2 separate regions of the Mus musculus genome follow, and region 1 is linked to region 2. Evidence: chromatin contacts called from public promoter capture Hi-C data. All regions are on one chromosome and are shown on one strand. The core of a region is the stretch at or near the end of the contact, and the rest is flanking DNA. Distances in the headings are between cores, read along the strand shown.

The links. Promoter capture Hi-C pulls out the DNA fragments that hold promoters and counts their contacts.
Region 1: a contact with region 2 is called in a promoter capture Hi-C map of second pharyngeal arch cranial neural crest. The contact joins the enhancer-like site here to the promoter of Elovl4 in region 2. A contact is called at or near these places in 1 of 39 promoter capture datasets (second pharyngeal arch cranial neural crest) and 1 of 115 datasets of contacts at active chromatin or transcription factors (astrocytes).

What each region holds. Positions count from the first base shown.
Region 1 is chr9:85,779,031-85,781,730 of GRCm38.p6, forward strand. No RefSeq gene overlaps it. Among named protein-coding and RNA genes, the nearest start is that of Gm22830, 7.9 kb to the left of the region's middle. Within about 2 kb of position 1,446, at least 4 of the 459 cell types and tissues checked have an H3K27ac peak or open chromatin away from gene starts, as enhancers often do. A contact at or near this core is called in second pharyngeal arch cranial neural crest, where this site is marked.
Region 2 is chr9:83,805,017-83,807,716 of GRCm38.p6, forward strand. Elovl4 (elongation of very long chain fatty acids (FEN1/Elo2, SUR4/Elo3, yeast)-like 4) reads right to left here and starts at 1,289. Exons shown (of 6, transcript NM_148941.2): 1 at 923-1,289. The coding sequence starts at 1,022.

The DNA of each region.
Region 1 (2,700 bases), core at 196-2,695, 2.0 Mb after region 2:
CACCTGTCTGTTTACAATAGACATTTAGTAAGATACGTGTCAGGATGGACGCCCCCTTACTTACTTCCATTTCCTATAAAACCTTGTTCTGCTGAGGGTTCAAGGCTGCTTCGCCTTCCCTCCCAATCCTGCCCTGTCAGAGTTGGGTTGTAGAAGATCCCAAGCCAGAGCTTGTAATAAAGAGACCCTAATGCTATTTATTATTGCATTGGAAACATCTCCTTGGTGGTCTTTTGGGGTTCACGAACGCTTCCTGGCATAACACCTAATCTCAGCAGCAAAGTATGTTTTTTTTATTTTATTGTGACAGGCAGGGGTAAAAGAGTATAAAAAAGTCCAAAGTTTAAACGCAATAATCCCTCTAAATAATAAAATAGACTGTAGCCTTTTCTGTGCTCCAAAAAACAAATTAGATTTTCAAACTCCTGACATCAACAAGAAACTCCAGGATGGGAGAGAAAAGTGAAAACCAATCTCCACAAAAACAAATGACCAAACCAACCAAACCAAACCAGTCAAATAGACAAAATCCTTGGGATTCCAAAGACTTGTTATTAATACCTGGCGATTCTAAATCTGACCCAACGACACGGGGTTTTTAAATGTATCTGTCACTAGATGGCACTGTATAAACACAAATAACTAGGCAAGGCACTCCAGTTCATCTCTGAAATTGGTGGTTTATTACTATAAATAAGCCTTTAATGATAAACCTAACCATCTTACAAGGCAACACATCAATACTTTACATCTCTATCAATAAATGCTGACTGGTTCTGAGAATGGTTCAAAGGCAGCTTTAGGGTTGTTACACGACAGACAGGAAATTGAATTTTAAAAAAGGTAAGAAAGTTAGCAATATAGGAGAGGGGAGACAGGAAAGAGAAATAAATTCATGAGAGAATGCATAATTTGAATTTCCTTTGGTTCCCATTAGGGCTGCCGGAGCCTGGGAAGATCGTGGGCTTAGTGTTCTATCAGTAACATATAACTCATTCCTTTGCTACATCAGGAGGATTGGAGCTGAAAAGCCAGTGCTGGCAGAAGACAAGGACGGATTACACATGCAAATAATCCCATAGCTCTTGGACTAAAGGAGACAGTTCGTCTTGTAATATTTCTTTTAAGTGACACACAGAAAGCTTTGGCGGGTTGCTATTAAAAAGCAACATTATAAGATTAAAAAGCACAGAGAAAGAAAGGATGTTTGAAAGGGGCACTGCAAAACTGTGAGGAAAAATCAGAATATGGATAACTACAGAGTCTGTATTATTCCACTTTTTTAAGTTAAGAGAAAGGTCAGGAATTTAGAACAGTTTAGGAAAGAAAGGTTAACTGTATTTGGAGCCTCGGGAATTGAGAACATCTGGTTATAATCACACAGAAAAATATGGTTGAGACTTGATGGTGGGTAGGGATAACCCAGACCATCTGACTGTGTGCACTCCACTCTTCAGGAACACTGGGGCTGTATTCCACACAGGTGGTGTGCCACCAACTGCTATCTCTCTGCACCACTTCTCCAGAAAGGGAATGTGCGCGCGCACACACACACACACACACACACACACACACAATTTTAGGATGTCAAATGTCAAAGAAGTGAAGAAGGCCATCTCCATTCCTGCAGTGGCCAGTATGACCAGTCTAACAATGCCAGGGAGGAATGGAGAAATGTGAAGAACACTGGTTTATTGAGCTTTCCTCTTGCACACATCCACCCAGTAAACTCTCTCCTCTTCCTATGTGTTTCAGCCTACAAACACTGTGTCCTTTCTGACAGAATGTGTGTCTCTCAGCAGCGGGGAATACCTTGGTACCCAGAGCACCTATTAAGAGGGGCAGAAAGAAAACCAAAACAAAAGATGGATTAACCTCCACCCTTATTTTTGATGACAAGAACTTAAATTTTACTTCCCATTTGCAACAATTCTGTTCCAAAGATACATTTACATTAGGAAAGGGCTTCATAGTCATTTGAGTTGCTTTAGAGAAAACATGGCGGCCATTAAAGCTGTGGTCAGAGTCCATGATGGAAAAACAGAGCGCAATGTTTATTTGTTTTTTTCTCTCGCTAATTAAGACAGAATCTAATACAGAATGCTGAATTTCAGAGATCGGGGAATTGTGTTTTTACCCACAGTAAAACATGAGGTTACTACTTTAGAAAGGCTTTCGGCTCATTAATCTTGACGCTAGTATTTAAAATAATTTAGTTTCCTTGGTAAATGGTCTGTAGATTCTTGAAAGTGCTGTTAGCTAAAATATTATTAATGTGAAAATGCACTCAACATGTCTCATAATTTTGCTGAGAAATGAGACGTGAATGATGCGTTTTATGGTAGGGCGAGCTGGGTGTGGGGGAGAGAACATGACTGAGATGTGTGACTCAATTTATGAGAGTTCTGAGTGACACGAAGGAGGCAGATCACCAGATCCACACACAGTTTCAACTCTGCTACGGATTCCCACTCAGCTCATTATCCTACCCACTTCTCTTCACTGTGACAAAACACCAAGATCAGGGCAACTTGGAAAAGGAAGTGTGTGATTGGGCTTATGGTTTCAGAGGGTCAGAGTCCATGGTGGTGGCGCAAAGGCATCACTGCAGGAGCAGCCAGGGCTCACATTGGACAGTAAGCAGGAGGCTGAGAGGGGAATGCTGGGAACAGTGAGAATCTTTGGAAGTGTCATCACCCT
Region 2 (2,700 bases), core at 39-2,538:
AAATTTAAAGCCCCAAACTATTCCCTGGGATCCTTTAAACTTAACGTTTAAGGTCTCGGAAACTTTTTAAAGCAACAAAGCAAGTGAAGAAATGTTAAAACGTGAACATTTATGTTACAATTACTTCTGCTAGGAAAACTAAGTCACTCAATGACAGCCCTGCTCTGCAAACTCAACAGCTGAAGGGAAAGTTCGCTAATTTCAGTACACTGTACTTATGCTTATGCAGGCTTCTGAGCCATCCTCTAGGTGCTGCTGCGGAGACCCCCAGCCCAAAGCCTGCCTTCTTTCCCCTCCCCCTGACGGCACTGCACTGCGCAAAGCTCTCGCAGAGGGTAGCCTAACAGATTTGCTACTGGGAAACCACAAAAAAACTAACGTTCTTCAAGAAGCTAAATAATGTTATTTTACTTTTCAGTCGAAATTATACTACAAAGAGGTTAGCTAAATGGAAGAAGATAATGAGTGGTTTGTCAAAGTCTTCAAGGAAGCTGAAGTAGCGGAGAGACAGGTATAGTCGCAGCCCTCGTCCGCCTCCAGGCCTATCGCTCTATAAGGAGTACCAGTGCATAAGATAATAGGCGAGCTCGGGAAATGCGGGCGTCAGGGCAGGGTGGTTCCTTGGCTGCACTGGTAGCATCTGGTTAAGTCAGCTCCTGCATTCGCGGAGCTGAAGAGATGGGAGTGTTGAGGGGATGGGGGGTGGGGGGGAGTACGCCTTGAGAGTCTCATCTGATTAACCAGTGCACAACCGCGAGGTCCGCGGCGCCGCATCTGCGGGGACCCGAGCGCCCCCAACAGCCTCAAGGCGCTGGGTAGGGGGCGCAGGGCCTTGCCTAGCGCTGAAGCCGGGGACTGGCGTCTGAGCCGTGGGCAGCCCAAGGAACACCCAGAGGAGATGGGTGAGGCCCCTCGCCTGTACCTGCAATGGTCCAGGTCCAGCGATAGAACTCCACGGTGTCGTTGAATGCCGTGGACATCGCGTTCAGGACGCTGCCGGGCTCTGAGTCCAGCAGCCCCATCTTGGCGAGGAGAGGTACGAGCAGCGGCGAGAAGAGAGGCTCCGATGGACCGTGGGCGACTGCGGCGGGAACCCTGCTGGCAGCGGCGTCTCCTCCTCCTCCAGGCGCCGCGACTGGGGATGCAGGCGGAGAGCAGCGGCGAACAGCAGAGACAAGAAGCCGGAGGGCGGAGGAGGAGGAGGACCAGCCACGAGCGCCCAGCGCTGCTCCTCTCTGTCGCCGCGCGCTGCCGCAGCTCCAATCCCCTCGCCCGCATCACGTGGCCGCGCGGGGCGGGGCGGCGCCTCCTCTCGCCCCGGGCGCGGGGATGCTGCGGTCGCGAGTGGTGGCCGGCTTGCGCAGGCGCGCTAAGGCCAGCCCCGGGCCACCACCTGGGCCACAGGAACGCCGCAGGGGGACACCTCGTACCCAGTCCTCCTCCCCTGCCTTCCTGCCCACGGTTACCTCTGTTCTGCCGGATGCAACGTGGGAAACCGGACGGGAAAAAGTGGGAGTTTGTGGGCAAAGATGAAGTACGCGATGCATTTCTGGTTCTTGCCTATCATTCACCTCCATCACATGTGCTTTTGCTGTCTTCGCCTGTGGCACGTGCTTGTCACCCAGACAAGGAAATGCGGGTGGTTTCACTGTAAAGGAATGCCATTTGTCTTAAGCAGCGGCAAAGGAGAGTAGTCTGTGGTCACCCCGTAAATATTATTAGCATGTAGTTAAATCCTTGTGAGTATTGAAAACAGCGACACTGGCCGATCAAAGCAATATAATTGTACCAAATTAGGCTATTGGTAGTTCAGAGAGGATGGAGCCATAAGAATAGGCTAAAAGAGTCCACTTGCACCACATGAGATTCAGGTCAATCTGAAAGGGTGATGCTGAGGAGAAAAAGAGCAGTTGACTTGTGAGAAGAAAGCAGTCTCTATGAATAAATAGCAACAACAATAACTGCAGCAACAAAATCACACTATGCCATTTTTATAGTTTCTGACATAAAGCAAGATTTCAGTGAATGGTCCAATAACAAGTTCATATGCGTTTTATTCAGATGTGCCATCCACTTTTGTTTCGGCTTTTTTTCTCCACTTGACTGATTTAGAATGCTTATTTTAGAGGTCACTGAGTCAAATGCTCAACGTTGTTAACATGAGTACTACCTGAGCCCTAACTCTGTGCTATAAATAGCAAGTCATAAATATTTATGGTGACAAAATTATAACGCACATCACTTCAGAGCATAGTGGGAGTTGTTTAAGTAGAGAGAGCTTCGGCGAGGAAGGCTAATTAAAGGTAACTGATTTGCTATATAACTCAGACCCCCACAGCCTTCTTTACATGCTTTATTCTGAAATCAACCAAATGATATGATTTATTAATTTGTCAAATCTGCTTGCCAGAATGAAGTTTCTCAAATTAAAGAATTTCTTACACCTCAATTCCTAGTTACGAATCTAGTAACTACAAAGAATTCTAGTCAAATTTCATTTCCTTTGTTAATGTGAGTATGAGTTAGGTTTCCCTTTGCTTATGGTATTGGTTGCTACCTCTGTATTGTCTTGGAGTCTTGGATGTTTTTATGATGGAGAACAGATTCCTACCCTCACCTCACAAAATGTCACCGTCTTTGCTTATTTAATATAATGTGGAATCATTAAGGCAGCTTTATTCAAGAATTTTCTTGGAGCCT